Regions from separate parts of the Anas platyrhynchos genome. Here region 1 is linked to region 2. Evidence: chromatin contacts called from public Hi-C data. All regions are on one chromosome and are shown on one strand. The core of a region is the stretch at or near the end of the contact, and the rest is flanking DNA. Distances in the headings are between cores, read along the strand shown.

Region 1 (3,181 bases), core at 483-2,982, 69 kb after region 2:
TAATCTGAAATTGGAAAGTTTGAATTTGTGGTGTTGAAAATAAAAGAAAAAAAATGATCTGCTGCTAGGGAATCAGACAGATTACGTAACAGGGTTGTTCCAGTAAGTGAAAACATGAATATGTTTTCTTTCTTAATGAGAACTTTTAAAAGATTTTGAGGAACAGGTTCTGCTCTCAATAACAAGATGCTGGTTGTAGTCTGCTCTCTGACTTGGACAAGTAAACACCGGTTTTACAGATCCAGAGATAGCTGTTACTCAGTGCTCTTTGCTTAGTTTAAAGAAACAGAGTTTAGCAACACAGAATTGTCACTTTTGATCAGACCAGTGGTTCACCCACATCTGGTCGCCTGTCCCTGATGCTCCAGAGAAAGAAATCAGGTTCACAGGGAAAGGCGTTTACACAAGAAGAGATAAATACTGGATATCTAGCTCATAAACCTTTGGGCAAGTTGTAGAATAAAGGCGTTATTCTTCCGAAAACCAGTCTAGAAACAGCAGTGTTTTCATCACTATTTCCATCAATGTTTTTATTGCCTTCCCTGTCCAAAAACAAACAAACAAACAAAACCACAATAAAATAAAATAACACACACACAAAAACAAACAAACAAACAAACAAAGAACACCCCAAGCTAACAAGCTTTTAAATGAAGAGTTTTTTCCAGTTATTTTTGCAACTTTATTTCCTATTAAAATAATTCTTCAAAATCTTCTGGTGGTTTCTGTACTTGGTATTAAAACGCACTGTAGAAGCAGGGTACCTGTAACTTTTATGTAACTTACTGGGACAACCCCATGTTACAGCAGGACTGAAGGACAGGGGACTTGACCCTATAATGCTTTGAGCTGTAAAAACAGCAATACTTTTCCTTCTGTTGATCTTGAGAAATCTTCTTTTTATTTTTTAGCTGTAACTTTTAATGTTTTTCCTTTCATGCTGTTGAGCAGATGGACTAATAGTCTATGACTTTCATATTATAACTGTTTCATCAAATGTCAGAGAAGGAATCCAAGTATCACGCCAAAGGGTTAATTTCTGGCCTCCCTGTCATGTCTGCAGATGAATAGAAGTCAAGCTAGTCATTTCTCCAAGGGGATGAGAATACGGGCTTATTAAAACTGACAGACTCCATCAGAGCTGGCTGCTGGCTTCTCAAAGCTCTGGGAGAGGATTTGTCACTGCTAACTTCAATTTGATGTGACACCTGAGTGTCAGAGCAGCCCCTAGGTGCGGCTGAGAGAGGAGAATAGAAGAAAGGCACACAAACCTTTCTCTTTCCTCCCCTTACCCCTGCCAAGGGCATTAACATATTATAAGTGCTTATGTTGCCCTAAAGGCAGTGCTGTGCATTTCATATTAACAATGAGGATCAACGTTTTACTGATGGATTACCTTCAGTAAGGCAGCAGTACATCATTCTCACCAGTGATGCTGACTTGGGTTCATCTCTAACTGTAATGGGACCCAAAAGCATGGGAAGAAATCATTTTGTCCGTAGTTCCAAGGGGAAACTGTGTCTCCCTTGTGCTTTGTTTTCTTTAGGAAAAGGCTAAGAAGGCACACCACAACTGGGTAGATTTGTGATAATGTCTTCTAATAAAGATATTTTCAAGAAGACTGATGGCCACTGCTGTACCAGAAGCGCTGCTGAGCATGTATACAGGTGTATTTGTCCACTTGTGGCTCTGGTGCTGCAGTGGTCAGTCAGGGAACAGCAGAAGTCCCAGCCTCTCTTGCAATGCCGTGTCACCGGCAGTGCAAATGGAAAGAGTAAAGGCCGTACAGTAGCTAGGATCCTTCCCCAAAGAGAAAAATCATAGCCCTCAGGATCAACGTGGCGTATTTTGTTATGTCAAGCAGGCCAGCGAATCTGAGGCCATCTATCAGGCTGCTGATATAAAAAATTAGACATACGGGTTCCTGTAATTAGGGTAACAAAGACTGCCAAAGATATGCTGTGAACACTTCATCCTGCATTGCTAAATCTGACAAAAGTCCCAAGACCCTCCCATGTTGTTTTCATTTCAAACAATTTACTGGTGTTTTTGAAAATCTAATGACACCTTTTGTTTTATTCTTAAATACTGATTGAGGTGAAGGAGGAAAACCATTAATGCAACATTAGCTGAACCTGTAAAAGAATCAGTACTCTTCTGTGTAGTCCTGTTTCTTTTAGGGTTGGTACTGAAACCATGCAGCTGCTCTAAAGGAAAGACACTCAGTATTTGAGTACAAGGAGGACTAAGTACACTAGAAGAAGATAAAATGCAATACTGAATGGATGTAGTGTCCCTCTGACTTCTTCCAAGTTACTTAGCATGTGTAACTTACTCAGAAGAATGGCTGCTCCCAGTGGGAGGGTCAGTTTGCCACATTCCTAAAATCCCCAAGAAAACACTGCAGGATTCAGTGGAGGACACTTGCTATAGAACTCACAGCAAATACCTTTTTAGGGTTTCACTAATAGTATGAACCAGACTTTGGTTCCTTGATTCTTTTTATGCCAGGGATACATTACCTTAACTATTACTTAACCGAGGGTAAGATTTCCATCTTCATATTCCAAAGCCTCTCTAACAGCAGCCATGCCTAAGTGAAGACTGGAAGATTTGTTTTACTAATGTTAGTACAGTTCATTGCAAAACTGCCTCCCACGTCTGTTTGATTAGATCTAAGAAAAGTGTAATGAAATGGTTGCAGTAATGAATGCTTTTATGTGAAGCTACATAGCTCATGACCTTAGGTCATGCAAAAGCAGTCAGCTATCACAAATGCCCCAGTGTGAACACTGCTTCTAAGCCACAGTTAATCCATAAATCTCTTTGTGGCTGAAAAACGATCTCTTGAGGCATGATCTTTTTTATAATCCTTTGATGGCAAAGCACTGAGAGATGAGAAAGCGGCCGCATGTTACTGGTGACGCCTTGGCTCGGCAGCTTGGTGGGACTTACATATTCCAGGCTTGTTTCTGAAACTCATTGCTGTATCCATTGAATTATGATGATTTCAGGGCTCAAATGAACTAAATAAGGCGCTTCTCAAAAGCATAAACGAGGCCAAGAAGATTCACCTGGTGCCGTGCTACCTGCGAGAGAAGTTTGTGCTACGTTTTGCTGTTTGTTCCCGCACGGTGGAATCCACCCACGTCAAGTTTGCCTGGCAGCACATCTCACAGCT
Region 2 (3,023 bases), core at 279-2,778:
GGGCTTAAAATGTTTGTCTCAAAATACTTGCAATGAATTGCCTGAACAAGTCTTTGATCTCCCTTATAAAACAGCACCGCAGAGAAGAAGAAAACTGAGTGAGAAAGTACTGCATCCTCTTTCTAATACGTACACCTTCACAAACAGAATCCTAGAAGCTGCTGTCCTTCAAGAAGGGATAAGGGAGCAGGAACTCCCGGGGCAGGAGTGAGAAGGAAGACTTCGGATGCAGGAGAAATGGAGGAGCTATAGGAAAAGCAAACGGGTTGGTCATAAAAACGATCAAATATACACAGATGGTTCCACAGACTAGAAAGCAGTGACTGATGGAAGTATAGTAGACTTCTGTAAAAACATAGGCAGAACGCAAAATACTTAATTACTTTATTTTTCAATCAAAAGTCACAGGGCATCACCTAACGTGTAGGGGCCCAGTTCAGTAAATAAAAATTTCATCATTGACTGCCTGGATATTAAAAAAAAATAAAAAAATACCACATGCTAAAAGTTCGCCTGGGTTCATGAAGTGCTTATCAACATAAGGAGCTTCCACAAACTCACAGATGGATGTTAACTACAAACAAAGCATCTTTCGATCAGTAAGTCCATGGGCCTCATGTCACCAAGTGCCAGGAGCGGTCATTAGGGGAAGAATCATTACCTGATAACCTATATTTGTACTCTTTTTTTTTTTTTTTTTTTTTCTTCTAGGGCTAGAGATATTTTTTGGTCTGATACAGTATGTGTTCACATGGGGGCCAACTCACGCAGAAACAACTGAAGGTAGCAGAGGGAAGTGATTGCCCCCAGCCTGCTTGCATAGGGTATGCTGCACAAAGGCAGTAGCTGGCTTCATGTGGCCTCAAAACAAGGTGATAAATGATGGGGACTGCACCTTGCTTACACCTCACGTGTATACACCTCAAGTGAGCGGGATAGCGCTCACTTGAAAGGCAGGAGTGGGTATCCTAGAAGTTACACAGTAATGGTTATTTCTGGGCTTTTTTGTTCAGCTGCTGTGTAGCGGCACGTTGTGAAGGCCTCTCGCACCAGCAGCCTTCAGGATAAAATGCAGCTTTTCCTCCTGCTGTGTGCGAGCAAAGGAGAAAAAAAAATACAGGAGGTGGTGGGGAGGGAGGGGTGCAACCTACTGAAGTCTTGGGTGTTTTTTTTTCTTTTTTCCTCACAAAGAGCTGCAGTGCAGGGGCAGGTCTGAGAGGCTGTCCCCAGCCGTCCAGCACTTACACACTGAGGGAGAAGGGCTCATCCTAGCTCCGGCTACATCCCAAATGTCTCTGGGCTTCCCCCACCAGAGACACCTCCCAAAGGCTGGCAGTCTGGCTGCGGCAGGAGGTGGCTCAGCAGACCCCAGCCACGCTCCCCGGCCTCAGGCAGCTTTTTAATGCCGAGGACCCGGGACTGCTCAGACAGAAACATAGGCTGTGAACTGGATCTTGCGATGCAATAAAAAGAAACACTTTTCCCTACACCCCGTGCCCCTCCTGGGGCGGCGAGGCCGGGCTGGGCCGGCAGGCGGCGGGCGCGGCTCCCTCCGTGGGCGGCTGGGCTCCGGGCAGGGGTTCCCATGGAGCCCGAGCGGCTGGGGTCTCACTGTTTTACTTTAAACATGGGGAGATTTGGGGGTGTTTTGTTTCATTGAGACAGCTGCGTCCCTCGGCAGCGCCTGCCGTGAAGCACGGGCAGAGCGGTGAGGCTGCACCGCCAGCCTCCTGCAGGGGACGCGCTGCAAAATGGCGGCGCTGAATGGGGGCGGCCAGGGGGCTGCTCCTGAGGGGTGGAGGGCTTCACCTCAGGGCCCGCGCAGTGCCCCTCTTTCTTATGCTCCTACATTTTCACTTGAGGCTCCCTGGGTAAATAAGAAGTCACGTATCGCACCCCAAATACCTGTGCACGGCAGCAGAATGCGTTCAGCAGCTTTCCTTTTTTTCCTCCTTATTGAGAAAGAATGACTGGTAAAGCTGGTGGACGTTGTGCAACGCGTCTTAATGATTAACTACAGGTTCAGGATAAGCTCAATAGCAATGAAAACCACGTAGTTACTGGCAAGGGCTGAGAAATTTTTGGGGACTACGATTCTTTAGCTGCTTGTTGTGATCGCTTCTTAATGCAACAAGAATATCAGGAAACTACTGAAAGTGCATGTTTCCAAAGTGTCTGAAAAAGTACTGAGATCTCCAAACAGGTAAGGATAAGCTTACTCATGTTAGAAAGTGAAGTCACCTCTGTACTTTCACCAAGTAATCCAATCTGACAAGTCGGCAAAATTTGTTAAGTATTAAGCTACCGAGTATTTAGAAATGCAACATAATGTACTCAAGTTAGACATTTCTGTTTTAATCAACAGTAGTTTAAGCCTATTTTATTGAAATGGTCAGGAGTTCATAAAGTATTTTAATATCAAAACTTTTGAATTTAAAGATTTTAAACGAAGCAGGTTTTAACTGCTAAAATGGACTCAAAGGCACTGCTTACTAAATGAAGTGTTCTGGAGGGACAGCAATGCTTTTGCATGGTGGCATCCTGTGCCGTATAGGAACTGAGTCCCAGCTGACAAGCTACATTAACCTCCACAAATTTGGTCAGAAGAACAAATCTCTTTTGTTTGAAAATGCAGTTCTCCTGTTCCTATAGCTTGGTTTCATTGCAATGTGTGAGATTGGACTTACCTTTGCAGAGAGGTCCTGTTTATGTCATGGGAAGTGGAGCTATCCCCATACAGTGGCATCACACTCTCGTGTGGCAAAATGCAGAACGGCAAATGTTACTTCAGCACTACCAGGGCTCAGAGGAAGAAGTTAATGGATTCATAGGGACTTCAATGGAAGAGGAAAGAGGAATAACGTTTTTGTCAATGATTCAAGGAAAAAAGATAACATACCACAATGAATACTTGATGCAAAAGCAAGATTTTCAATATAACTATGATGTGTGATGAAAGATTTCTTAAGAAGAGAGCATCCTGGGAGTTCAAAGTACGCATCTCACACCACTGATGTGAATTG

The links. A called contact is a pair of places that touch in the nucleus more often than the background predicts.
Region 1: a contact with region 2 is called in a Hi-C map of F1 follicle, with 3 times the contacts expected there. The contact joins the enhancer-like site here to the promoter of DDC in region 2. A contact is called at or near these places in 2 of 8 Hi-C or Micro-C datasets (F1 follicle and liver).

The regions. Positions count from the first base shown.
Region 1 is chr2:72,728,184-72,731,364 of IASCAAS_PekinDuck_T2T, forward strand. It overlaps DDC (dopa decarboxylase), which reads left to right. Exons shown (of 14, transcript XM_005022746.6): 14 at 3,015-3,181. Among named protein-coding and RNA genes, the nearest start is that of FIGNL1, 5.0 kb to the right of the region's middle. Within about 2 kb of position 1,733, at least 1 of the 8 cell types and tissues checked has an H3K27ac peak or open chromatin away from gene starts, as enhancers often do. A contact at or near this core is called in F1 follicle, where this site is marked.
Region 2 is chr2:72,659,811-72,662,833 of IASCAAS_PekinDuck_T2T, forward strand. DDC (dopa decarboxylase) reads left to right here and starts at 1,529. Exons shown (of 14, transcript XM_005022746.6): 1 at 1,529-2,203.